Regions from separate parts of the Mus musculus genome. Here all the other regions are linked to region 1. Evidence: chromatin contacts called from public HiChIP or PLAC-seq and promoter capture Hi-C data. All regions are on one chromosome and are shown on one strand. The core of a region is the stretch at or near the end of the contact, and the rest is flanking DNA. Distances in the headings are between cores, read along the strand shown.

Region 1 (5,339 bases), core at 1,381-3,880:
TGCAGAGCTGTCCACAGAAAGGCCTTTGGAGAGCTGGGCAGTGGCGGGTGGGATTCGATGTTTGAGGTGATTCCCGGAGGCCCCCTTCGTAGTTAGGGAGCCCGGAGGTTCCTCTAGTTAGATCATATGTAACTCCAGAAAAGATGCTCTGCGCAGGAGAGTGAGAGCTTTCCTTTCCCAGCTTGCGGAGTGGTTCCTGCGCAAACTCGGCTCGGTGCACCTAATTCCTTTCAGTGGCCCCTAAGGTCCAAATCTGGGCCCCTGAGGGCCCGGACCCAGCGAACCAAGCTGTCTGCAATACAGCCCAACGCCCCTGGTGGCGGGTAGGTTGTAACGGCTGCCTGCCCTCCCCTGAGCCAGGATTCTGGATAATGCAGGAAACACCCAGAGTAAACAGATTTTCCTGGGGATTTTTGAGTAAAGAGACCGGCATTGTCGGGAAGCTCAGCTTCCCAGGCTGAGGGACTGGCCTACACAAAGTTGCTCCAGACCTTCTAAATGACCGGATGACCTGAGCGGCTGAGGGTGAATGGGTGCTGTTGGACGGCAGATCGTCACCTCATGACCTACAGGACCCTTCTTTTTTTGACTGAACTGTCCCACAACAGTTTCTCAACTTGAGTACAGTTAGGCACCGTGTTTGTGTGTGTGTGTGTGTGTGTGTGTGTGTGTGTGTGTGTGTATAAAACATCCAAATATAGTAGGGGTGGCCCTTTTCTAGTGCCCCTCCAGCCCCAAGAGTTGGGGTGACGGTAGTCACCCACATCCCATCTTGCGATTCTCCCCTCCTTGGAGACTCTTAGATTTGGGCCTTATGATAGTCAGAGACCAGCCGTTGCACACTGAGTACTCTCTTGTCTCCAGAAGAGGACCCCTTCCACCTCAACACTCTAAGGAGTAAATTCTGAGAGAGCTGCCGCTAAGCAACAGCGGAAGCCACAGTGTTGCAAAGTGGAGGTGCGTGGAGTCAGCGTGTGTGTGCAACATCAAACTAACCGTCTGAAGACTTTTACTGGATGCCTGGGAAAACACAAGCCCTGGCAGGCTTTTGGGGGTTCACTTCTGCACCTGGCCCTTCGCAAGTCATCACAACATAGTCCTCACCAGGCACCCTGAGACGCAATAAAAGCAGGGACAGAGACTCGGACGTCTCCTTGCCCTCCCCCTCCGTCGACCCACTCTCCTCTTTTGCGCTTTTTCTGTCTCTGTGGACGCTCAGCCAAGGGATTGCGCAAGCTTCCTGCTCCACGTTCTTCAGGAGCCCTGAGCTGGGGCCCCGGACGCACCACAGGCAAGGCACACCCTTACCCTCCCACTTAGAATGGCATGTTCTCTGTCAAGTCTACCCACTGCGACCCCACGGATCTCCCAGGCCCACTGTGGCGCCCTCGGAAGGCCGCGTCTGGCGCAGCAGCTCCCCCAGCCGGACGCTGGCGCTGAATACCCCTGAACGTGCGGGGCTGGCCGGCTCCGAGGTGCTAAACTTCACACTCCAGGGCTCCAAAGGCCGCGTCAGCAGGGCTTGGCTGTCAGAGACCAGAGGACGGGAATTCAGGAAGACACTGTGGCTCCTTGGCCATTTCCCCTCCCCTTCTCGCAGTCCACTCATCCACCAACCCTCCGCCTCAACATCTACTTGGTCCTCCCCACTCTTACTTTTGAGGCTCTTCCATGAAGCCCCACGAAGTCCCCTTGGACCCCCCAGACTCATTCACCCCCATATTCATTCTCTCTCTCTCTCTCTCTCTCTCTCTCTCTCTCTCTCTCTCTCTCCCCCTCTCTCTCTCTCGCTCTCTCTCTCTCTCTCTCTCTCTTCTCCCAGCATCTCAGACTAAGCAAGAGGCCTTGCTTAGAAACTGCCCCTTCCCCGCGAATGAGTGAACCAAGTGTAAATTAGAAGCCGTTCAGAATCTTGGGTGGCATCGGATTCAGAGCCCCTTTCTGCTGAGGTTCTTGAGTGCTAAATGCCCCGTGGCCAGCTGTTTCTTTGTCCCTGTCTTCGCCTCTCCGTGCTCCTCCACTTGTCCAAGTCCTCAGTCTTCTGGCTCTTTCTCTCCCCACCTCGCGGCCTAAATGCCCAGAGACTGGCGGGGCGGGGCGGTGGGCACCGAGGGTGGGGTCCTGAACTGCCCCCGCCTCCATTCCGCCCCCTGCCGGAAAGTCCCCTGTGCTTCCAGAGCTCTGCTGGACAGATGTAGTTGGGAGCAACTGTAAAGTGCAGCGGGTGCTTCCGTGGCCCCCAGCAGGGATCCCCGGGCCTTGCACAAGCAGAAACAGAGGCCGAGGGTGGGGACGGGAGAGTCCCAAGTGTCCGGCTGCGGATCAGAGTGGGCCCGGTCGAGGTGCCCACCCTGGCCGCCTAGGCAGAGACACCTCTATTCCGCGGCCCCAGCTCACTTTCCCGGCTCTCAGATCCCTCCCCTGCACCTCCCCGCGCCCTCCTCCTCCCCAGCCTCCTCCCGCGCCCTCCTCCTTCCCTGCTGCCCAGACCGGGGGCCTCGGGTAGGCCGGGCTGCGCCAATCCGAGGCGCGTCCCGCCTCCTGACGCCGAGCTGGGCCCTGCGAGGCCCCGCCCGCTGACGTCCGGGATTTGCATGAGTTCTCGTGCCGCGGCGGCCCGGGCTCAGTTGTCTGAGCGAGCGAGCGAGCGAGCGAGCGCGAGCTGAGAGCCGGCGGGTGCAGGCAGCGGCGGCGGCGGCGGCGGCCAGGCTGTTGAGGGGCGAGTGGCGGCGGCGGGGGCCGGGCGCGTGGCGAGGTCCACGCGCAGGATCGTATCGGGGCGCCGGCGGGAGCTAGCTGTGTCTGCAGCCGCGCCGGCCGCTTGCGCCCCTGAGCGCTCGGGTTCGGCCATGGAGCTGCCAGCTGTTGGCGAGCACGTCTTCGCGGTGGAGAGCATCGAAAAGAAGCGGATACGCAAGGTAGGGGTGGCGCGCGGGTGGCGGCGCCGAGGCGCGGGAGCGGCGGCGGGAGCAGCGAGCGAGAGGCGCGGAGGGGGTGGGGAGGCTGCGGGCCGGAGCCGGGGATCCCGCGGAAGCTGATGGAGTGCTGTCTCTTCCCCCCCTACAGGGCAGAGTGGAGTATCTGGTGAAATGGAGAGGCTGGTCCCCCAAGTAAGTGGCGGCGGGGGCCGGGTGCCTCGGCACCAAGCGCCCTGGCCAGCAGACCCGTGGAGCTGGTGGGGTGGTGGGGGAGCGGACGGGAGGCGGGGTGGAGGTGGGGTGGAGAGAGGAGGGGGTGGGGAAGTCGGTGGCAGGCACTGGGAAGCGGAGCAGCCGAGCCCGAGCCGGGCGCCCTGTGTTGTGCTCCGCTCTCCGGGAAATGCCATCACTAATTTATGCGCTAAAAGGAGCCGGAGGAGCTGGAGAGACGCGGGGCCGAGCCCGGGAGGCCGGCGGAGGGAGGGAGGGCGCAGGCACTGACTGATGTGCAGCAGAAAATGGCTCCTTTCCCCTTTCCCTCCACCGAACGGCTCCATATTGCAAAACCAAAAAAAAAAAAAAAAATTTTTTTTAAAAGCGACGAAAATGCAATTGTATGCGTCCTCCCTCCTGGTGGTGCAGGGTAGGGAAGAAAAAAGACAGAAAATGTTGGGAACTGTCACTGCAGCTCTTTCGATGGGGAATTTTTTTTTTAATTTGAAATGCGAAGGCACCGGATGGAGACAGGCGCAGGCACACACACACACACACACACACACACACACACACTCGGAGAGGGAGAGGGAGAGGGAAAGAGAGGCATATTTTTGTACTGCTGAGTATTTGGGGTTTGCTTGCCAGTGACAGCGGTCTCCTGGGCCTTGAGGGGGGCGCTGAGCTGTGAGTTACCGGATTAGGGGTCCAATGCAGACCAGCTGAAGCCCTACTGGAGACTTGGGCTGGGGATAGGGAGGGGGACTGCGACTTTGCTTTTGGGCTGCTTTGCACGGAGGGTTTCTGGAGAGGAAAGTGGCCTTGGAACACGTCACAGTAACATGCTTAAAATTCTTGACGACTGCAAAATAAACTGCTAGTTTCGTTTTCTTCACCCCCTCCTTTCCTCCTGCCCTTGTGTGTGTATTTTAACTTGGGGGGTAATCAAGGGCCATGTTAAGCCTTAAGAAACCTACTGTCTACCCTCCACATCCATAGCCTTTGATTCAGGAAGCCACATAGGGCCTTATGTCATTCCCAACCTGGCCTTTTTTTTTTCTTACACTCTGCCCCCCCTCCCCGCCCCGTTCCTTTTTCACTTGCAAGATATAACACGTGGGAACCAGAGGAGAACATCTTGGATCCCCGGCTGCTGATCGCCTTCCAGAACAGGTGAGCAGCCTGCTGCCCTGGCCATACATAGGTGGGCCATAGGGGATGGATGACTGCTTGCAGCAGTGGGAAAAGGGGAAGGGGTGGGAGGGGGCAGGCAGGAGCCCCACCCCCAACAAATCCGGATGGGCAAGGCTGCGGCCTGGGCTTCTCTAACCAACGTCCTTGGCGGTTGCTGCAGCTTGGGAGTGGGGGCAGGGTAGGGCTGGGGAAGGTAGGCTTGTGTTTTGGGAAACTGCTGGAAGACTACGTGGGGATGACCCTGGATCTGCCTAGGAATACTGTACCTGAATTTCCGTGACCCCCTCCCTTGGCAACCTTGGAGCCCCACCCCCAGAGCCTAGGTGTTGCTTTCTGCAGCCACTGCTGGCTTGGCACGGGCACCTCGCGGGGCAGCTCTGAAGGAGCTGGCATTGTGAAACCGCCCCGAACGTCATGGAACTGAACTTAACCTTTTGGCAACCGGATAAAAGTTGACAAGGCCTTATGCCCCCAACCTCCGGGAGGAGGGGCTGGGGGACAGTGAATAGATGCTGTCCCGAGCCTGAGCGCCTCACAACCTTCGCTGCTGTATTTTGTGGGGTAAATTGCTCTATCAGATCGGCGGAAGGTTGGCCCGAGGGCATGAGTGAGCGCTGCCTGGTGGTTGTGGGGTGCCCATCCTCCTGCAAACAGATGCTTGCCACGATGCAGCTGCTGCAGCTGGATTCACCACTGGTGGCTGTGGTTCGCTGTTTCGTAGAGGGAGGGCGGGCGTGGGGGAGGGGGAGGAGTCCTCAGAGCCACGCCACCCCCAGCCTTCCATCCCTCTTTTATTTTGAAGTATTTCCTGTGGAGCGTTTGCCACTAAAACTGTAAACTCTAGACCCTGAGAGCTAAAGTTGCTTCCTCAGAATACCGGGGGTGTAGGGCAGGAAACTTGCTCCCACCGACTTCACCTGGGACTTCTCCACGCTGTAACCATGTCAGCGGCTGATGCCATGTTGCATAATGGGTCCCCGAAGAATTATAATCCAGGCTGTTGCAATGCCATGC
Region 2 (5,339 bases), core at 1,340-3,839, 850 kb before region 1:
TGGGACTCTGGTGTTTTTCCTGCCTTCCTGGGCTCCAAGACATCCTAAGGAGAAAACCCCATGCTCAGACACTTAGGCAGGACAGTTCCAGGACACTGGGATTAAGCGGTGGTACCCGGCAGTTTCCTCAGACAGGTCGGGGCACTGCATCCACTGCTGCTGTTAACCCGGGAGGTCCAGCGCCTGGCTCCTGGGGGTCCAGCTTGGCTGCCTTTTCCTAGGCCCCCCTCAGGCCTTGGCTCTTACAATAGACTGCCACTTCTGGGACCCTTGCCTGAGTCTGGCTTCATCTTTCTGAGGGTTCCCTTCACTGCCCCCTGGTGGCACATCCAAGAAAGAAGCCCTGCCACTGGACAGGTGAGGGTGGCTGGCAGAAGTAGAGGTGCGCACAGCAGGAGGCGAAGGGCCAGCAGGGGAGTGCAGGGTTGTGTGGTTTGTGAGACCAGGCTGTACCTAGGAAGGGAGAAATGCAGCAATAGCATGCCCTGTCTCCCGAGGAAAGGGAAAACTCCTCCCTTCAGGTAGAGGAGACAGAGGAAGCCGGTAGCTGCCTGGAGAGGGGACATAGGGGCAGCTCGTGCATCTATAAGGCCCGTGCTCCTGGGAAATACTGCTTCATGATGTCTTCATAGCACCCAGCGACATCTGCCTACCAACTTCAAAGTCTTTTTTTTTCTTTTTCCCCTGGGTGTTTTGTTGTTGCTGTTTTGGATTTTGTTGGATTGGTTTGTTCCTCTTGTTTTTTTTTTTTTTTTTTAAGAGGCTCTCATGTAGCCCAAACTGGCCTCAAACTTACGGTGTGGTTGAACTTCTTCATCCTCCCGTTGCTAGGAGCGGGAGTTCTGGGCTTGAAAGTTTGCTGTGAGGCGGAGACAAACACTGTCTCGCTGAGCCACATGCTCAGCCCAGAACTGAACTTGCAAGGAGCTGGCTGCCATCTTACACTCTCTTTAGGGATCCAGGAGGCTGCCAGCTTCCCTAGCTCCTCCTCAACACGCCTTTCCCCCTGTTAATTTCAACCATAGCCAGCCTGGTGAGCATGTGACAGCTGCTGAGTTTAGTTCTGGTTTCCCTGGTGGCTGATGAGGAGTCTGTCAGCCCCTTCCTTCCTGGGTCTCTGTTGTCCATGACGATGATGATGATGATGACGACTGATTTTATTCCATTGAGAACTTCACACGTGAACACTAAACATACATGACTCCTAACACATACATACATGAACACTGAACATACATGACCCCTAATTCTTGCTCCTTCCAACTCAACTCCTCCCCCCACATTCATGACCTTTAATCACCATTGTTACATATTTAATGTGTACATAAACATATGCACACACATAATAACCCACTAGGTCCATTCTGCTTTGATTATACATATATACGTCCCTGCTGACCTCTTGGAACTGGCCAAGAGTCTTCTCTTTTTAAAAAAGAGCCACAGCCTCTACCCCAGAGAGCTATGTGGGAAGGAGATTGTGGGTGCCCGGAGACAACCGGCTTGCACCTGGCCACAGCTCGCAATCTTCACTCTTGATGAAGCATGACAGATGCCCACTGACACAGACACATGAGTGAGGTGAGGGAAAGTCCCCACCTGCTCCTTACAGACACCTGTGAGAGCCCAGGCACGGACAGGGCCATTCCCTGCAGCTGACAGCACCCCAGGACTGAGGGGTGGAGTAGCTGAGCCTCACTCACAGGGTGCTGGAAGGGGAACAGTGACCCTGGGCAGGGTGGGTGTCCCCAGTTACAGGCCTGATGATGGGGTAGTACACACCTCCTTCCCATAGGTAGCAACTATGCCTGCTGTACCTGGCAAGAACGGGCTTGTTGAAGAGCCACAGAAGCTAACCCTGCTCTGCTCTGCGCTGCTCTGCTCTGAGGACCAGCACCTTCATACCCCACTACCACCCTCCCTCCGTAGCCCTTGCTAACCTGGGGTTGCTGCTCTCACCACATCCTGCACAGAGCCTCCCACACGTCATTGTCCCTGTAAGCAAGGGATCTTAGGCTGTCCTGCCTTGGGGGACTCCCACACTAGTGAGGTCAGAGGGCAGCTTGCCCAAGTTCATTCCCTCCTACCATTGGAGTCCCAGTCAGACTCAAGGCCTCCCACCACTGGCCCAGCAGAAAGTTGTGTGTGTGTTTGAGACCTGGTCTCTGTGTAGCCCTGGCTATCCTGGAACTTGCTATGTAGACCAGGCTGGCTTCGAATTCAGAGATCCACCCATCCCTGTCTCCAGTGCTGGAATGAAAAATGAGCACCACCATGCCCAGTAGAGTCTCCGCTCTCATCTTGTCAAATGTCCCTGAGATCTCGAGCTGAAATGAGGACAGTATAAACTAATTCTAAGCACTTGTCACAAAAGCAAGGGTGGTGGCAGTCAGAGGCTGAGTAACAGGGCGTGGGGCTGGCAGCAGGGTGCAGGGCCAGCATCCTCGAGAAGTGCCTTTCCTGCAGGGTTGTGGCTCAGGTAGTCATTCCCAAGAACTCATTGGCTCTAGGCTTTGAGCCCCTGGCAGGCACTTAGAGGGGAGGAAATGCCTGTGGCTAGCTCAGGCTGGGCCAAGGGAGTTTCCACCATCCCTCCCAGTTCCAGCAGCAGTGAGATCCCAGGGCCTCTGGCCACATTGGGCCACAACAGCAGCTTCATTCCTAGGCGACGGTCTGAGTCACCATCTGTGGGCTCTGGCTCCTCACCAGCTGGGCTTGCAGCCTTAAGTTTGCCACAGTTTGGCCTCAGCTGAGTCTCCATCACCACTTCGGCCATTTTTCTCTGCTGTTTCCTTTCTTTAAGCAGAAATGTGATGCAAATGGGTTCCAGGTCTGTGCCTGCTGTCACCCGCACACACTTCCAGGGCTGATGTCATGGGTTAGATTCTGGTGGTGCCAGGTCAGAGGCCCCCCACACACTATCACTTGTTGGCCACTGCAGGGCTTTGCAAATAAAGTTTTGGTTTTTTACTGTCTTTAAAATGTTCAATTTATGTATAGGAGTATTTCCCTTGCATGTATGTGTGTGCACCACAAGAGTGCCTGGTGCCCTCAGAGGTCAGAAAAGGGCATTAGATTCTCTAGACACACGGGGTCCTGGGAACTGAACCTGGGTCCTCTGCAAGAGCAACATGTGCTCTTAACTGCTGAGCCATCTCTCCAGTCCCTGTTTGTTTTTGAGACAGCCCAGGCTGGCCTCATAATCACTACAGAGTCAAGGATGACCTTGATCTGGTCCTCCTACCTCTGCCTCTTGAATGCTGGGATCACACTTGGGGCTGGGAATAGGGCTCACTTTGCACGCTGAGCCAGCTCCCCGGGCCCTGTAAGTGAAATTGACTTAGAGTCCGGCCATGCCTGTGCACACTTCTTCCTGTCACTGCAGAGTTCAGACACGCAGGCCACAACTCCCAGAGCATTCTTTTCAATAGGGACATTGATGCTCTAGCTTCCCCCACCCCCCCACCCCCGCAGGAAGCCGCTGGCCACCTCACACCAAGCCTGAGGCACTGAACTGACTGGAGGGGTGGCGGGATTTGCTTCAGCTGCCCCTGGTTGGCTTCTGTTTCTAGGACCCATCCTCCAGGCTTCCAGCTGTGGACACACTGAGAACCCCTGCCTGTGTCTCCTGCTCTGGAAACCCCCGGCCCTCTGCTCTGCTCTGTTCTCCACAGTTGCTGCCAGCTCTTTACCACCTCCCACCACTGGGAAGGGAAGCTCGGCAACCTTGAAGCACAGGCTGGTCCTCCGGTTGCCACTCTTGTGTGTCTTCTTCGGTTTTGAGACAGGATCTGATTTATAGTCCAGGCTGTCCTCAAAACCACAGGGATCCGGTCGCCTTTGCCCACCCTCCCCACCCCACAGCGCTCGGATTAAAGGTGTGTGTCACCATGTTCAGCCTAGTCCCCACTCTTGTCAAATGCCTCTCAAACCTTAGGCTTGTCATTAAACCCAGTGTGACAAAACTTGGCAAGTGCCAGCTGCAGATGGTCAGCCCTGCTCTCTGCTGTCCGCCCCTCTGGAATCCTAACCCTGCCGGCCATCGCTGTTGCTTCCGCTGCTCTCTGCTGCTTTTGTAGAGACGATGCTTACACCTTTGTGTGCTTTGATCGTTCTCAGAGCATTGATTTTCCTTAAGTGACTCCATCTGATGTGGAAGTGAAGTCAGTTTCCTGTGCTTAACTTTTTTCTTGTTCTTGTTCTTTTTTTTTTTTTTTTAAAGCCAGGGTGTCTTGGTTACTTTTCTATCCCTTTGATAAAATGCCATTACCCCGAGGCAGCATTAAGGAAAGAAAAGCTTTTGTGCCAGTTGTAGCGGCACACATCTTTAATCCCAGCACTTGGGAAGCAGAGGCAAGTCCGTCCTTCTGAGTCTATATAGTGTAGAGTTAACAGAACAGTCAGGGCTTCATAGTGAGACCCTGTCTAAATCACCATCTATTTCATATAATTTAATTATATATTACATATAATTTATTATATAATGGGTGGTTATTATTGAACTTATGGTTTTAGAAGGCCATGACAATGCAATGAAATGAAGACCTCGTGGCAGGAACATCTGAGAGAATTCACGTCTTGTACCACAAGTAGAAGGTAGAGAGAACACACTGGGAACTTCAAAGCCCACTCCCAGTGACACACCCCCTCAAACAAGGCCACACCTCCCAATCCTTCCCAAACAGTTCCACCAACTGGGATCCAAGAATTCAAACATTTGACCCCATGAGGGCCAGTCTCATTCAGACCACCACATTCTACCCCCTGGCCTCCCTCCAGGCATGGGGCCATATCACTGCATTTAGTCTCACTTAGAAAGTCCCCACACTCTCCCAGTTTCAACACTGTTTAAAGGTCCAAAGACTTCTGAGACTCAAGCCAATCCCTTAACAGTAACTGTGAACTCAAAAGGCAAATCCCATTCTTCCAACACATAATGGCACAGACTACTACACATTACTGTTCCAAAAGGGAGGGAAAGGGACTCTGGTGAAATACCCAGAGCAAGACTGAAACTCAGCAGGGTAACAACACCATGTCTGGTGTCGGAAGACTTGGGCGGCCCCACCAGTCCAGCTTTGCTGACTTCCAGATACATCTTTTTTTGTTTGTTTTCGAGACAGGGTTTCCTGGAACTCACTTTGTAGACTAGACTGGCCTCAAACTCAGAAATCTGCCTGCCTCTGCCTCCCGAGTGCTGGGATTAAAGGTGCGCACCACCATGCCTGGCCAGATACATCTTTTAAGCTGATTCCACTTCCTGCCAGCAGTTCCCAGCAGGCACCTCTACTCTCACACCCCTACCACCTGGGATCTCTGACAGCCCAGGCTTTACTTCT
Region 3 (5,339 bases), core at 1,380-3,879, 820 kb before region 1:
TAGAGAAAAGAGGGTGCTGGGCCCCAAAAGGAGGTCTGGGGCTAGGGAGTGAAATTCTGACCCCCCTCCCTCAGGCGGAAAGAGACATAGAGGAAGCCCCCTTCTGCCTCCAGGGCTTCCTGCAGTTCCAGCGCCCTCTGCTGACGGAGCTCAACCTTGCACTCACCCGAAGTTTTTCCAGAGCCCAGCTATACAAAGCTGACTCAGGAGGGAGTAAGTGAATTATTAGGACCACCATGTGTCCAGGTTACAGACGCTGACAAGTTCCTTTCTGGGACCTCTGTATGCTTGTTCTTGAAACTCAGTCATCAGGCCAAAAGGGGCCACATAGCCTGGAAAAGAAGCCAGTCAGGACTAGTTATGGTTTGCATGTGAAGTGTCCCCCACAATACTCCCTAGCTGTGCAATTTGGGGAGGGTGTGGGAACTTTAGAAAGTGGAGCTAGGTTGGAGGAAGGGTGCTGGTGACTGCCTTTGAAGGTTACACCTGGTCTAGTCCTCCATCTTGGCTTACTATCCACTATTGTGTGAGCAGGCTCCCCTTCTTCAGCTCCTGCTGCCATGAGGCTGCTCTGCCTCACCACAGGAAATCCTTCTTTAGATTGCCTCTGACAGCCATTTTATCTCCGTCACAAGACAAGCAAGGAATCTGGAACTTATGGTGGTGTGTGCCAGCTCTGACCAGGTGTGCCACCACAGCTGAGGTCAGCAGGGCAGGAGTGAGCCTCCTGACAAGTACCACACAACCCAACTGTGAGGTGAGTGTGTGTGTGTGTTTTCATCAAGTGCCACTATGTACATGTAGAGGTCAGAGGACAACCTTGGGTCGTCTTTCCTTCACCTTGTTTGAGGCAGCATCTTCTGCTTGTTACGCCCACCAGGCTAGCTGCTCCTGGGCTTCTAGAAGTCTTCCTGTTGGTTCCGCCCATCTCTCTTTGGGGTGCTGGGATTAGCGATGCCTCCTGTGCTGGCTTTTACATGGGTTTAGGGGATCTGGATTCAGGTGGTCAGGCTTGCAGGACATGTGCTTCACCTCTGGGTCATCTCCCAAGCCTGCCCTTGAGATACTTTGTGTCTGGCCCGTTGGCCCCAGCTGGCTTTTAAAAAAAAAAAAAGATCACCCTCTGCACTTAATCATTCACAGTGAGCAGAGCCCGCCCAGTCCCGTTTGTCCTGCCTGCTGCTCAAAGCTTAACATCTTTCCTGCAACTGAACCCACCCTGCCTACCCCAGGTCCCTGAGGAATCAGGAACCCACTTGGATGACAACATCTCCCACCTTCGTCTCTGGTCTACAAGGTTCCTCACAGACAAGCTTCTGGCGTCCTTTGGGAAAGGTGAGCTGCCATGATGTCATACGCATGGCCCCAGGAGGCTCAACTGTTTGAACACGCATTCCCTTCTTGGTGGCAAAAAGTAGGTCACTAGTGACCGACCTTTGGGGGTTAATGGTTCTGATATCTCTATGGTCCATCCCTCTGCCTCCCACTCCTGCTGCTGTGGCCAGAGCCTCCCGAAACAGTTAGCCTACGCCAGCCTCTCCTGCTTTACGTTGGTCCTGATAGGTTTTGTTTTAAAGATGCAAAAGGCACAAATATAGTTGCTCCCTGGGGAGAGAAGCAAGGTACGGAGCGGCTTCCTCCTGGGGCTTGACTTTAGTGCACCTCTCTTCCAGAGAACTCCCCTTCCAACCTGTTTGTTTTTTCCTTTGTGTTATGCTAAGGAACTAACACATCTCAGTGGAAACACTGTAGCACAGACCTCGACAAGCAAACTGCCCGGACTTTTCACATATAGGCAAGCCAGTGCTGGAGCTCAGGGCTCGGGGTGTGTGCCAGCTGCACAAATGCAGAGAGCCAGGGCTATGCTTCTGTGGCCTGAGTCCATCTCCTTGATATCCAGCCAGAAAGCAAAACCTCGAGTGTGTGTCTGATGTTTGTGACAGGACTTAGCTGGTTCTCATTTCTGTCAGGTCTGAGGGTGATGCCGTCACAGGTATGGCCTGCAAGCACGGTGTCTGTGCCGAGGGGTTTGGGGGTTCAGGAGTGATGGGGCCAGGCTCAGCCCCTCAGTCTCTTTGCCCTGATGCTTTCCCGTTGGTTTTCTGCTCCAGCTCCTGCACAGATGACCTGCAGAGGCTGAGAATTCAGTTTGCCCTGTAATCCTGCACCCTGCAGGGTACAGCTTGCTTGTGATCTGCAGGCACAGCAGCCCGGCCACAGGAAACTTGGTTACCTCTTCTAGCAGCCCCATGTGTTTCCTGGTTTTCTCACTCTGCCTTGAACTGAGAATTTAAAATCCCTTGTATGCCATTCTAAAAATGCAATCTTCCTGGTGCTGGCAGACACCAGCATCCTACCCCACAGCCCCAAGCTCTCCCCTGGTGCAGCTCTGAGCCTGTTCCTTGGTTGCCTGACTCTGCTTTCCAGAAAGACTATTCCGGGCAGTGACCAGGGTTTAACCAGGCAGGGTTGGAAGCATCTGTCCTGTCACAGAGCCCTGGGGTCAGAAGCACCAAAATCGTTGAAAGAGTCAGAGGAATAAAGAGGGCAGATTTCTCTACAAGCTCTGTGGGAGGCCACACCAGGCTTTCCCTGGCTTCTGAAGGCGACATGTTGTGATCCTCCCTCGGCTGCTTGGCTGGCAGAACATCACCCGATCTCTGCTTCCACCTTCACACTGCATCTCCCACTGTCTGTGTCCAAATCCTCTTTATAAAGAATCATCACTTTGGATTAAGGCTTGCCTCAACCCAACTGTACCTACAACGGCCCTGTTCCAAAGAAGGACACATTCTGAGGCCAAAACAGCAACATGAGGCTTTTTGTTGGGGGTGACACACACACGTGCCTGGTGTCCACAAAACCAGGATAGGGTATTGGTTTCTGGAACTGGAGTTAAAGATGGTCATGAGCCACCACTGGGTACACCTCTCTCTGTTAGAGGAGCCAGGTGTAAACCACCTCTCCGGTCATCAGCGTGAGTTCTGGGGGAAACAACTCAATCCACACTGCACAGAGCCTTTGGTGCGTTGGGTAACCAGTGCTGGGTTCTGTGTGAGGCTGTTTCTGGAACTAGACTGAGCCAACCGAGGCATCCTTACTGGCTTGGATATTTCACCTAAAGGATATTTAGTGCTGAGAACCACATGTCTCAAAATCACCGAAGGGTTGGAGGAACGGAGGCTGGGGAGTCCCATCCCTGGGTCTCTGCACAGCATCTTCTGCAGCAGCCCTGAGAACACACAGAGGCCATAGATGCAGGCCTGCTGACCTAGTTATCAAGAAGGGGCACAGCTGTCAATCAATGTGCACTGAGGGGTGAGGTGCAAGCTGCCCACAAGGCAGGTTGCAGGTGGGTAATAGGTGGATGTGCAAAAGGATGAAGACTGCCTATGGGTCCGCAGGTGGGGTGTGAGAAGGCCTGTGCACTGTCTCCCCTTGAGCCAGCCTTCTACTGAGTGAAAGAAGGCCAGCCTAAAACAGTGACAAGAACTATTCCTTTCCCATTTCCAGAAAGTTTCTTATAGGGAATCTAACTTGGATCTCTTCCGTGGCTTTCAGCTTTGCAACACCAGGTAGCAGCGGGGCTGACACAGTGCCGAGCCACTCACAGGCAGTCTGCAGTGGGGGATACAAGAGAGTGAGTGATCGATCAGGGAGGTGGTGTTGGGATAGCTGGAGTGTAAGTGTGATCCCTGTGTGTTGCTGGCACTGAGATGTTCCCAACCTTTACCAGGGAGCAAGAACTGGCAGACACAGGAGTCACTTTCCTCCTTCATGTCACTCTTGTGACTGTGCCAGCTTCTCTGGGCCAGCTTCCATCTAGGGTTGGAAAGCAGGAAAGAGACGAAAGGCAGCTCACCTTTGCAGGCCTCGTTGGCACAACCAGAACAGGGCTCTGGATGGCCCAGCTGAGGCCAACAATCTACCCAAGTCAGGAATGACAGCCTTGTCATGGGAGGTCTACCCAAGCCAATTTCAGGGTCCAAAGGCCAGAAGCTTATGGCTACGCTGGTGAAGCTGGGAGAGATTGGGCTCTTGTCTTAAACAAGTATGTCATCTGGGTGTGTGACTCTCACATGTGTAAGCTGATGCCAGGGAGCATAAAGTGGGAGCCGCGGCTGTGCGTTACACACATACTATGTGGTGAGCTACTGGCAGAATGTAGGCAGGCTGTAGGTGAGTTATAGGGGGAGGTGCAGGAGGGCTGTGCAATGGATCCAGTGGTCCTGGGGCCCTCAGAGCTCAGACACAGGTAGCAGAAAATATGAGACAAGCCCAAGAAGGAATACTGTGGAGTCAGTAAGAAGACAGCAAATCCCAGAGATAGGGCCTGAGCTCAGGGGTTGGTGCTGACCAGTCAGGGCTGCAGACACCTGCTTGCTTTCAAGCAGGCCTGGATCGCCAGCAACGAGGGATACCTTGCACGTATGTTGCTAGACCTTCTAGAGGAAATTCTGAGGGGAGGAAGGCTGCTCTGAGGGAGCTCAGGGGTGGGGCGGGGCAGAAGAAAGTACTTGTCTCCCTCTCTCTCCCTCCCTCTCACATCTTTGAAGGATTGAGAACAGGAGCCCCTTTCTTCTGGGATGTTATGTTAATGTGGGTAGTGGCAATCCCTACTGCAACCACACAGTGGTGCTGTAGGACAGGCAGCTGATGAACTGCTGTGTAACCTCCATGCTGAGGCTCCTGTCACAGATGTGCCTAGATATGGGCAGTTTATTCATTCGCCCCTCACTCTTATGCTCAGCAGATGGCTGGCTTGTTTATTAGCTCATTCTCTCCCCACTCAGGCATTATCCACTGGTAGCTCACTCACTGGTTCATTTAGTACCTACCATCCATGGTCCTGCTCTGGCTTGTGGGGTGGTGATGGGGGGCACGGGCAAGGTGATGAGCAGTAAGGTAGGGGGATTCTGGGGATAGTTGTTAGGGAAGGGGGTGACATCTGACCCTAGAAGCCTGATCATCAGATACGACAGAGCAGGACAGTGTGGAGTGGGGCAGGGGACAGGCTATCATGGACCAGTAAGACAGGTGACAGGCTTAGGGGTGGACAGAGGAGGAGGTCAGACCTGACGAGGGCTTTGGTAGCTATGAGGGGGTCACACAGCCTTTGGTAAACCAGATGCTGTTTAGGAGAAAATCTTGGCTGATAACACAGGGTCTGTAGTCCAGCTCATACTAACTGCATCTCATAAGGACAATGTATGATATAGAGTCACACCTGTAAACCCAGAACTCAAAAAGATAAGGCAAGAGGATTAAGAGTTTGAGGTTAGACAGGGCTACCCTGTCTCAAATACCAAAACTAAAGCCAAAGCAAAGACTCAACCAAG
Region 4 (5,339 bases), core at 1,060-3,559, 800 kb after region 1:
ATTGATCTGTCATCAGACCCACCCCCAAAGAACATGCTTTTATCAGGAAGCTCAAGGGGGCAGTGCAGGGTCACAGCTGCCACTAAGACATGGTCTAGCATTAAGTTCCCTGGGTTATTAGGAAAAGCACAATTCTGCCAGGTGGGCAAGATGAAGCTGGTAACAACTATTTGAAAGACAACAGTGATGTACTTAATAAATAATCCTAGCCAAGTACTAGTGGTGCACACCGTTAATCCTCGCACTGGGGAGGCTAAGGCAGGTGGATCTCTGAGTTCCGGGCCAGCCTGGGCTACAGAATGAGTACCAGGACAGCCAAGGCTACATATGAAAACCCAGTCTCAAGAAAACTAAAACAAAAGGAAGGAAGGGAGGGAGGGAGGAAGGAAAGAAAGAAGAAAAGAAAGAAAGAATCCTTACAATATCTTTGCTGAATGAATCTGCCATCTGCCCAAATGGTCAGAGTTAAGTTTTCCATCTCTATTTAAATTATTCAATATGTAATCTGGGATCTGGACCTAAAAGAGATTTACAAGTGTCAAGTATGCACAATGCACAAGCCTACCTTGTCTATGAGTTAATAAGACCTTCTTCTGTTTGAGGCTGGCTCTTCCCTGGGCATTGGCCACATCCAGTTGCATGTAAAAGTATGTTCTTTACAGATCTCGAAGTGTGCAGAGTGATTTCTCACTGAGAAGGGATTACATTTCTATAACACCACTGCACTAGGGGGTTGGGGGGCATCTGGGGATTGCATTTATTTATTTATTTATTTATTTATTTATTTTGAGACAGGGCTTCTCTGTGTATCCTTGGCTCTCTGGAACTCACTCTGTAGACCAGGCTGGCCTTGAATTTAGAGATCTGCCTGCCTCTGCCTCCTGAGTGGGATTAAAGGTGTGTGCCACTATCGCCCAGCCTGGGGACTAAATTTATTACCTGCCAACTGAGCTACTGACTCTGAATTTTATTTTATTTTTTTGTCCCCACAGATCAAGCCTCCAAGTAAGAGAAATTTGCAAAGTAACAGGCTAATTAGAACAACATCTGGATTAAAAACCTAGGTCTTATGCCAGGTGCCAGCTCCCACACAGGAAGCGTGCTAAAACAGTGAATTTCCCAGGAACTGTATCAGGCTCGGGACAGCAAAAGCAGTAATTCATTGTAGCCAGCCTAGAACAGTGGGTTTATAGAGCCAGCTCCAGCCAGACACAAAGAGTGGTCAGAGAACAAAGAAGTCGGTCTAAATAAAGAGGGAGGATTCTGGGACTGGAACTCAATAGTTAATAGCCCCTACTTCTCTTACAGAGTACCAGAGTTTGGTTCCCAGCCCTCACACTGGGAGCTCACAACTTAGAGCTGCCTGTAATTCCAGTTCTAAGAGAGGATGAGACACCAGTGGCCTCCACAGGCACCTACACTCAGATATTCTTCCCCTATACGTATGTAATTCAAAATCTTTTTAAAACTAAGAGAACTTTTTTTTTCTAATTTAGGTCATATGTGTCTGCCACATGTAGAGTTACATGAGATTTTGAACCACCACTGTATGGGTGCTGGGAAGTCCTTGGAAAGAACGACAAGCCATCTTAACCTCTGAGCCATCTTTCTAGCTCTAAAAGGGACATTGGTATAGGCTAACAGGATTTGGTCTTTGCCATTACTACCCCATCAGCCCCCACTCCCACCCCCTTTTTTAAAGACAAGGTTCTGCTACGTGGTCCAGAAGACATTCTCCAATGATCCTCCAGCCTTGGCCACTTAAGTTAAGCGGTGGAGTGGCTATAGCCAGCATCTCAAGGATCCCAGAGATGACGTTTAAGTTCTGATCATCCCCCACCCCCTCCACTCCTCAGAGTTGCAGAAACTGCTTTCTTGTGCCACAGCGCCTGTTTCATGCAGTGATGGATGGAACCCAGGGCCTCATTCCATGCCCGGCTTGCTAGGGTTTTTTTTGTTTTTTTGTTTTTTTTCAAAAGGACGCCTGCAGGTAAGAACTAACGAACGGTGAATCTTCAAAGCCTCGGTGGCTTGCACTGAACGTGAGCCCTGAGCTCCTCGCCGCAGCACACTGGGCCTGCGCACTGGCAATGTCAGGCACGCAAGCGGAAGTGACGCCACTCGCGTACACCGCGGGAACCACGCCAAGCCGCAGCAGGGTCTCTGGACTCCGGGACGCTTCCGGAGCTTTTAGCTCTACGCGCTTGCGTCATCGCGTAGACTGGCAGGCCTGCGGGGCGGAGGGGTGACGTGTGCGTCGCGAATAGCAGAGAAGGGAGGGTCCAGGGAGACAAGTCGCCGTTAGCTCCGCCTCTTAAGGCGAACGTGCCCTTCACGCGGACTCAGGGAGCACATTGCAGTGCGGCTCCTTTAAACGTCGTGGTGACACGTGTGTGAGGCTCTGGAGGCCCGGATGGTGCGCATGCTGGCCCGGCCCGGATCGGACGCTGGTGCTGCGCGGGCCTTCCGCGGGTTCCCGAGAGGCCTAGGAGGTCGAGGTCGGGCGCGGCGGAGCGCAGGAGCTTCCGCGGGGCTTGGGACGAGGAGGGTGCGCGTTCTACCCGCGGGTTTTGGGGACTCCAGCGAAGGCTGACAGGTGCGTGCGTGGCCGGCGAGGGCACCGGGGAACGCAGAAAGAACATCGGACGCAAGGGACAGGGATCGCCGGGAAGGACAGGGCGTGAGAGGGGCGTAGGGCAACACTGGAGAAGGTTGGGGTGCGAGGGACTTGGAGGAACAAGGGATGCCAGGGACTCCGAGGAAGGGACAGGTGATGTGAGGGGTGCCTGTAAACCCTAGCGTAGCCAGGGAATTGCATCAGTCTTCATCCCAGGGAGCTTCTGGAACGTGAGGTCGCTGGGATCGCGGTTGTTCTCTCAGAGCGGGTTTTCCTTTGAAGGTTCCCGGAGCTGGAAATCTTAGGGTGGAGGTATAGCTGTAGTCCATTTTATAGACTAGGGCAGGGTCAGATCCTTAACACGGATCCACACCGAAATGTAATAGCAGGATAGCATTCTAACCAAAATGCCCATTGCTTATGGTGTGTGATTGTGTGTGCGCGCGCGAGCCTGCCTGCGTCTGTGGCGTGACCCTTGGTGATGGAGATGGTGGAATAGCATCCTAAGACAGGGAGGCACCTTGGATGCCTGAGGATGCCAAAGAGCATGTAGTTCAACTGTTCCCTGACTTGGAATGCTCTGCGGTGGGATGCCTTGGAGGCCCCAGCTCTGTCTTCGCCAGCATGTAAGTGACCCTGAGAATCTGACTTGAGTATTTCTTGGAAAACAGCTTAAAGAGCTGAAGGAAATGCTTTGTTTAAATGACATCTGTCAGAAGGGAGGAGCCAGGCTTGAGTTCCGAATTAGATATGTAAATTGGGCGTGCAGAGTATCCTAGTCCTTGAGAGACCTGGGTCGAGGAAGCATCCCGGTTGGCCTGAGAGTCACACGTGCTGCGTGTGCATGTTAGAGGGTTTGCTGGGAACTACACGAACATTTTTCTCGCTCCTACATCACATAGCCGTATCTTCCAGGTAGAATGATAGACACTTTTTTCCTGCTATAGCTTCAAAAATGATCTTGGCTGAGTAGCCTGCCTTGGTCCTAAGGCCCTTGTGGCAAATGCCTTTGGGTTAGTGTTCCCATTTGCTCATCCCTGAACCATGTTGGGCCAGGACAAAGTTCTCACCTCCCCGTAGGGAGGCATGTGTGGTTTTGAAAATGATGTTTGTGTGGTGGGGATTTTCAGAAGCCAGGCCACCTCCCATCTGCATTCTGTTGGGGGTGGGGGCGTTGGTTAGATGGAGTTCTGAGGCATTCTGCAAGGCAACCTGGGAATGAAGAGGTGAACCAAGATTGGTCAGGCAGTTGTCTTAAGCCCTTGATGGTGGCATTGTGCTGATTGTACCATCCTTTGCATCTGTGTGTGTTTGAATGGACGGAAAACACTTAACTTTTTGGGGCCAGCCGGGAGTGATGGGGCCAGCCGGGAGTGGTGGTGCACACCTTTAATCCCAGCACTCGGGAGGAAGAGGCAGGCGGACTTCTGAGTTCCAGGACAGCCAGGGCTACACAGAGAAACCCTGTCTCGAAAAACCAAAAAAGAAAAAGAAAAAGAAAAAAAAAAACCTTTATGGGGCCAAGTTGACGGTGGTGGGAATTGAAGAAAATGTTTATAGTTAGAAAATTAGGATTTCACATATTTAAAAAAAAAAAACAAACAAAAAACACCTTCCTGGTTAATGAAAGGGGGGAAAAAGTTTGAGGTTTTTACCTATTCTTCTCCACTTGTAACTTTGGACATGTTATTCAGATTGAAGTTGCCCTGTGTGTATGTATGTGTGTGTGTGTGTGTGTGTGTGTGTGTGTTTGTGTATAGTGTGAGGATTGTGATGTAGAACAGAGGGTGGTGTGTTCACGTCATAACTACAGTGATCTGTGAGCACTGTGTCCTCTGGACTCATTGTGAATTCAGCATGAAGAGGGATTTTTTTGTTTTTAAAGACAAAGTCTCACTACAGAGCCCAGGCTGGCCTTGAATGCTTGATCCTCCTGTCGCAGCTTCTTGAATGTTGGGATTAGAGGCAAGCATCTCTGTGCCTTGCTACCTTTAACCTTGATGATAACCTGGTTTTTTTCCTGGCACAAGGTCACAGTTCACACAAGAAAGCCACTAAAGAGACAGCGGGAGAAGCCACTCACAGGTGACAGTCTCGTTCTTCACCCTCCAGGTGCTGGCCTGTTCTGGACTCTACACTTGGCGGTGTTGGTGACCGAGCAGGCTGAAGTCCAGGGGAGCGCCTTCCCGGTCAGTTCCGTTCCTCCCTTGAGAACCTGGTTCCCTTACCTGCTGCAGAGAGAAGCAGCAGCCAGGCACGGGCACCCCAGGTAAGCCCGGAGGTATCCTTGTCTCTTTATTTTTTTCCAGGGACCAGACTCTGGCAATGACTGTTCTGTGAGTAAAAGTCTTGATAAGTCCCCATCACAGAAGGCTTTGCCATTCTTGGGTCAGGGGACTGGTGCTTAATTTCTTTGTTTTTGTTTATTTTGGGGTAGAGAAATCTCAGCTACCTGTGTACCTGATTCTTGGATAGTCAGGGTTGTGGATATCATTTGTCTGATGTAAGCCAGCAGTTTCAGGAAATGTATTTTTCTAACTGTGACTCAAACAGGTAACGGTAGCCAGATGGGTTGAGAGTTGGGAGGTGGACAGGATGGGGATGCAGGTGTGGCTGTTAAGTGATGAGGGAGCATCTCTTTGTTACAGTTTCTGTGCTGTTGTCCTGGGAAACTGTGCTTCTGTTAGGGCCTGCAGGCATCCTGGCTGACGGGTCAATCGCT
Region 5 (5,339 bases), core at 970-3,469, 740 kb after region 1:
GTTGTTTGTTTGTTTGTTTTGCTTTGTTGTTGTTGGAGACAGGATCTCATGTAGCTCAGGCTGGCCTTGATTCTCCAGCCTTCATCTCCTAAGTGCTGGGATTACAGGCACATACTATGATACCTAGTGTGACAATGCGGATGACTTTCTATATGTGTGTTTGCATGAGTGCACATGTGTGTGCCAACGTGCATATGTATATTAACGTGCCAGCAATTAATCTATAGTACCATGCCCTAGGAGTCCTACACCTTGTTTTTTTGAGACAGTGTCTCTCACTAGGCTAGTCTAGATGGCCATTGAGTCCCCTGGGGAATCCCCAGTCTCCCTCTACCCAATGTGGGGATTACAAGAGCTTGCCACTATTCCTAGCTTCTCTGTCTCTGTCTCTCTCTGTCTCTCTGTCTCTCTCTCTGTCTCTCTCTCTGTCTCTCTCTCTCTCTCTCTCTCTCTCTCTCTCTGTGTGTGTGTGTGTGTGTGTGTGTGTGTAAGACCCGGGGGCTCATTGGTTAGGCAGGGTTGGCTGTCCAGTGACTCCCATGAGATTCACTTCTTGTCTGAACCGTCTCAGCCCAGGGATTGCAAGCATGAGCCTCCAAACCCCCAACCCACCCCAGTTTGATGCTGAAGGTCAAACTTAGGTCCTCATGCCAACTCAGCAAGCACTTTCTCAGACTGAGCCAGCACCTCTCCAGCTTGCTGGTTGGATTAATATAGAGCTTGGGGTCTCTGGGAACAGCAAGGGAGGTGTCAGGAGAGCCAAGAAGGCCAGGGCCAGGGGTGGCAGCATCACCTTCATTCCAGAACAGACCCAGTGAGAACAATCATGGAAACCGAGAGCACTGAGCCTGCTGGGGCAGGCTGAAAGAGCCACCTGGCAAAAGTGCCAGCATATTCTAGAAGCCTCTCTCCAGGGACTTTTCTCTTGCTGAAGGTTTGATGTAAGACCAGGAAGAAGAAGATGAAAGAGACAGAAAGATCAACCCCAGGGCTCTGTTTGTGAGTTCTCCAGAGAAACAGAATCAACAGAGAGAAGGCCCGGGCTTTGGAGTGGGAATGGGGCTCCCACAGTTTGAAAGAGCCCACACTGGTATCTGCAGACCAGAAAGCAGTGGTGTGATTTCATCTGTGAGTGGGGGTGGATAGTCTCTAGAGAGCAAAGGACAAGGGACCAGGAGGAGCCCAGATGGCTGGAGACAACAGATATTCATTCACACCCGACATCGTCTGGATCCCCAAGCTTGGACACCCGTAGCCCAAGCAGTATGATTCAAAGTTAATCCCATGCAGAAACACCTCCACATTTACCAGCTCGCTGGGTGTCCCTTAGTTCATTAACCAGCTGAGTATTCCCCGGTTCAGTCAAGTTGACACAGAAAATAAACCATCACAAGAGTGTGAGAAAGGGGACCGGAAAAACAGAGGCGGCTTTCGTGGAGAAAGTTCCTCGTGTGGGGATAACGCATATGCTGGTCCAAGTCAGTGGGCAGTGGCTTTTCCAGGGGCTCATTCCATCCGGCCACAGCCTTTGGTTCCAGGTTCAGCTCCTCTCATCTTGCGTTCTCCACAGCTCGGCCTGCCCTGCCCTTTACTTTTCCTCGATAGGAGGAACTTTAAGCTTGACTCTTTACGAAGCCACCTTCCCCAAAGTAAACCCTCAGTGGTCTTACTTTTAGAGGATGCTCCAGCACAGTCAAGGATGTCTAGCTTTGAGGTCTAAGGAGGTTTAAGAATGAACGAGGAGCCGGAGCTAGGATTCTTTCTTCTCCTGCCTCAGTCAGCTTCTCAGAGCTGTTGGGAAGTAGCCCATACCCTCTGCCCGAGTCCAGCCAGCTGCTGTCTCTGCACGAAGAGGGATGGGAAGCGCCTGTCCTTGAGATCTTTACGTATGTTTGTCCTCTTAATGTTCTGACAGCTGGGGTGGGAGAGCACAGCCTGAGGAGGTCGTGATGCTGCCAGTCTGAGGGGAGGGAGCACTCCTCCAGGCTGTGGCTGTGAACTGAGGCTTTCTACATTGCTCATCAACACCTCTTCAAACAGACTGCTTTCAAAAAGCTCACAGTCCCTGCCACTTGAGACAAATCTCTGATTGCTTTTCTCACCTGGAAACTTGTCCTCTGGCTGGCCTGTCTCTGTATCTGACCTCACCCCTGAGGTGATGTCACAGCACCACAGCTCTGCTGTTCCCATGGCAACAGCCTCCCTTGGTTAACCAGACAGGGCAGACAGGGCTGCTGGCAGAGGTGGGGAGTGGTAATTCCACCTAACCTGGGTCAGTGACCCCTGAAACCCCACTTGGACCACCTTAGGACAAGATTGCGGTGTCTGCCCCTTCTCCGCTGGGAGGGGGGGTCTTTTGTGCCGGCTGTTGGGGGAGAACGTGTGACCAGGCCACGTGACCTGATGCAGATTTAAAAGTCCGTCTTACCAGCAAGAATAGGTGCTGACAGCGGGGGGCTGGGGGTGGGAAGACAAGATGCTCTGAGGAGTGGGAGGTGTCATGACATTAAGAATGGCAGCTGGGTGCCCCTGAGCTGGCTAGGGACTTGGAAAGGTGGTGAACACCACCCCTATATTTAGTAAGGCCCCACCTGCATCAGCCACAAGTGCCCCTCTTGATTGGTGGATGCCTGAACCCTGAGGTCAGAGGGCAGCTTACCACAAGGTCTGTCTGCGGGGATCTGAGCTTGTTCCTCACCCCCTCAACTGGCTGCCCTGCTCTCCTGGTAGAGCATGGGGGAATGGTCAGATGTCCGCGTGTAGCCCCACCCCCAGAATCTGGGTGAGAAAGGGGCTGTGAGCTTGGCTAAGACATACTTTGCCACGCCTTCCCCAGGAGAGATTCTGACACCACTTCAAAAAAAACAAAAAACAAAAACGCAGCCCAGCGCCTTTAGGAATGACCTTTCTCTGGAACTTAGCTGAGGGAGGAGGGGCCAGAAACGGGCCATGAGGCCGCGTACTGTGTCGTAGAGTATAGAGAAATGGGGTTAGAAACATCTCTGATGTTTATTTCACCTGGGCTTGGCTTGGATGCCTCCAGTGATGGGTGTCTCATTGCCTACCCAATGATTTTAAGACAGCTCCATAGAAAGTGCCTCCTTTCACCCGGCCAGCCTTTGCCTCCCTGTAATGTGTCCTCATTGGCCTGGCTCAGTCATCTGGAGACGCATACCGTAAGTACCACCCTCTCCCCACATAACTGGCCGAGCATCTGGGTGGTCCTCACAGCGATGGGAGAAACTGCTGTCACTCACTTCACAGATGAGGGGCTGAGATAGCATTGATCACCACCTCTCTCTGGGCGCACAGTGTACCACCTGCCCTCCTCCCAGATCCTCCAGCCCTGCAGAGGTTTCTGCCTTTTGTCATTGTCCTGAGATCTTGCTAGCATTCCTGGCCTCTTCTCTCCTTTCTCAGAACCATCTGGGAAGAAACTCTTTGCATGTCCGACTCTCCCTTGCTCTGCTGACATTTAGTCTGGCTGTTGTTACTCAAGCATCTATACATTTCTTATTATCTGGTATATTCCTAGCCATTTCAACACTTAAATGTGCTCCCCTGCGCCCCGCCCCGCCTTGCCCCGCCCCCAAAAGGGTTTCTTTGTGTAGCCCTGGCTGTCCTAGAACTCACTCTGTAGACCAGGCTGGCCTCGAACTCAAAACTCTCGCTGCCTCTGCCTCCTGAGTGCTGGGACTAAAGGCATGTGCTACTGGGCTTGGCTGTCACACTTTCGATTTGTTGGTTGGGCTTTGTGACACCAGAGGCCCACATCAGGTGTCTTCCTTGCTTCCGTATATATCGAGACAGGATCTCTCACTGAACCTGGAGCTCACCAACTTGGATACCCTGCCTGGCCAGTGAGCACTAGGGCTCCCCCAGTCTCTGCCTCCCCTATAGTGGGGTCACGGGCATGAGCTGCTGAGCTCAAGTATTTTGCATGGGAGATCTGCACTCAGGTCCTCTTGCTCACACAGTAAGAGCTTTGCTGACTGAGCCACTTGCTCAGCCCCTCATTGTGCCTTGAAAATGATTATCCCGTGACCTTGTCACAGACACTTCTCATCCCTTTGACATCACAGACCCCAGTCTGCCCATCAGCTTCCTGGACCTTAATGTTGTCTTTACCTTCAACATTGGCCTGAGCTCCCTTCAAGCCAGGTGCTGTTCTCAGTGACAGAGGCCATATCATATGCTGCTGAGACACCCTGACTGTGGAGACAGTCTGTGGAGACTGAGGGCCCAGCAGCCACATCACCGAAATGCCTCTCTTTATGTCTGAGCCCGGGATGTCTGGGCTGTCCAGCAGAGGATTAGATTCTTCTCAGACTGTGGACAGAAATCACCCTGGGGCTCTGAGTGGCCGTGTGGCTCCCAGCCACAAACAGTGCTTGGGTCTCCCAAGCCCCCATACTCTGACTGATGGAATGGGTGAGATTTGCTTGTCTTCCTTTTGCATTCTGTCCTGTCAGGTTTGACCGGGGATACAAGCTGTTGAAAGAAAATCTTTGTGATCCGGGACTGGTGGCACAAGGCCTGTAATCCTAGCACTGACGAGGCCGAAGGAGGAGGATCGCAAGTCGTAGGCTAGCCTACAGTGAGACCCAATATCAACAGAAACCACACAAGAGCCGCCCAAGCTGGAGACTTGCAGCTGATTTTCTGTCTGTCTTGTGGGTCACCAGTGCCCTATGGGTGTTGTGTTTTAGGATGAGCGAACTTGGAGTCAAAAGCTTGGGTCCCTGACATGGGCCAGGCCCGCTGACTCCTGTACTCCTGTTTGCTTTTCTGACAGATTTCATTGCTAGCTGTTTATTTGTATGATGCCAGGCCACAGCAGCTAGAGGGACAGGTTGCTATCAGAGGAAGGGGACAGTTCTAGCTAGCAGGGAGGTTGCAGCCGGCTATACAAAGCTGACTTACTAAGTCCACATTAGATTAATGTGTCACTTAGTTTAAGAGGAACCTGTCCTGTATATCTTAAGAACCCTTGAGGATGCCCTATGTTGTACCAAAGAACTAAAGAAAACCCAGAGCAGTGTTGTGTAACGGGCGAACTGTGTATGCTCTGTGCCAGGCCCTCTCAGGAGTTATAGCAGTGTCAGGCTGCATGCATGAGACTGTAAGGCTGAGCTGTATAGAAATGCTGTCTCTAGTTGATGCCACTAATCTGTAAGTATCTCTGGATGTTAGTGTCTGAGTCCTGAGTATATAGGCTGTAGAAGATCTCCTATTGTGGGTGTCCCAGGGAGGGGAGTGGAGGACCCTCATGAAGAATCCACACAGGCACCACAGTTAAGGCGCTGGGCAGCAACGGGCTCTGGACGTGGAGCTGGCAG

The links. Promoter capture Hi-C pulls out the DNA fragments that hold promoters and counts their contacts. HiChIP or PLAC-seq counts read pairs in DNA pulled down with a chosen protein or histone mark.
Region 2: an HNF4G HiChIP or PLAC-seq map of pancreatic cancer cells shows a contact between it and region 1. The contact joins the enhancer-like site here to the promoter of Cbx4 in region 1. A contact is called at or near these places in 2 of 484 Hi-C or Micro-C datasets (embryonic stem cells and regulatory T cells), 5 of 115 datasets of contacts at active chromatin or transcription factors (astrocytes, double positive thymocytes, large pre-B cells and 2 more) and 1 of 9 other capture datasets (adipose tissue).
Region 3: a contact with region 1 is called in a promoter capture Hi-C map of hippocampal neurons, with 3 times the contacts expected there. The contact joins the enhancer-like site here to the promoter of Cbx4 in region 1. A contact is called at or near these places in 3 of 39 promoter capture datasets (hippocampal neurons, liver and pre-B cells) and 2 of 115 datasets of contacts at active chromatin or transcription factors (forebrain and large pre-B cells).
Region 4: a contact with region 1 is called in a FOXA1 HiChIP or PLAC-seq map of pancreatic cancer cells. The contact joins the promoter of Usp36 here to the promoter of Cbx4 in region 1. A contact is called at or near these places in 1 of 39 promoter capture datasets (hippocampal neurons), 1 of 484 Hi-C or Micro-C datasets (embryonic stem cells) and 2 of 115 datasets of contacts at active chromatin or transcription factors (embryonic stem cells and pancreatic cancer cells).
Region 5: an HNF4G HiChIP or PLAC-seq map of pancreatic cancer cells shows a contact between it and region 1. The contact joins the promoter of Cep295nl here to the promoter of Cbx4 in region 1. A contact is called at or near these places in 1 of 484 Hi-C or Micro-C datasets (embryonic stem cells) and 3 of 115 datasets of contacts at active chromatin or transcription factors (embryonic stem cells, memory CD8 T cells and pancreatic cancer cells).

What each region holds. Positions count from the first base shown.
Region 1 is chr11:119,083,528-119,088,866 of GRCm38.p6, reverse strand. Cbx4 (chromobox 4) reads left to right here and starts at 2,630. Exons shown (of 5, transcript NM_007625.2): 1 at 2,630-2,918; 2 at 3,067-3,110; 3 at 4,239-4,304. The coding sequence starts at 2,850.
Region 2 is chr11:119,930,646-119,935,984 of GRCm38.p6, reverse strand. It overlaps Gm11767 (a long non-coding RNA gene), which reads left to right. Exons shown (of 5, transcript XR_001780400.2): 4 at 1-357; 5 at 1,796-2,975. Among named protein-coding and RNA genes, the nearest start is that of Baiap2, 9.8 kb to the left of the region's middle. Within about 2 kb of position 2,589, at least 142 of the 459 cell types and tissues checked have an H3K27ac peak or open chromatin away from gene starts, as enhancers often do. A contact at or near this core is called in adipose tissue, astrocytes, memory CD8 T cells and 2 more, where this site is marked.
Region 3 is chr11:119,904,436-119,909,774 of GRCm38.p6, reverse strand. Gm39485 (a long non-coding RNA gene) reads left to right here. Exons shown (of 3, transcript XR_003949830.1): 2 at 1-757; 3 at 1,233-3,079. Among named protein-coding and RNA genes, the nearest start is that of Chmp6, 6.7 kb to the left of the region's middle. Within about 2 kb of position 2,629, at least 11 of the 459 cell types and tissues checked have an H3K27ac peak or open chromatin away from gene starts, as enhancers often do. A contact at or near this core is called in hippocampal neurons, where this site is marked.
Region 4 is chr11:118,287,214-118,292,552 of GRCm38.p6, reverse strand. It overlaps Usp36 (ubiquitin specific peptidase 36), which reads left to right and starts at 2,309. Exons shown (of 21, transcript NM_001033528.1): 1 at 2,309-2,596; 2 at 4,787-4,886.
Region 5 is chr11:118,339,414-118,344,752 of GRCm38.p6, reverse strand. It overlaps Cep295nl (CEP295 N-terminal like), which reads left to right and starts at 2,219. Exons shown (of 3, transcript NM_021440.2): 1 at 2,219-2,440; 2 at 3,080-3,176. The region is part of intron 1 of Timp2 (tissue inhibitor of metalloproteinase 2); the gene reads left to right.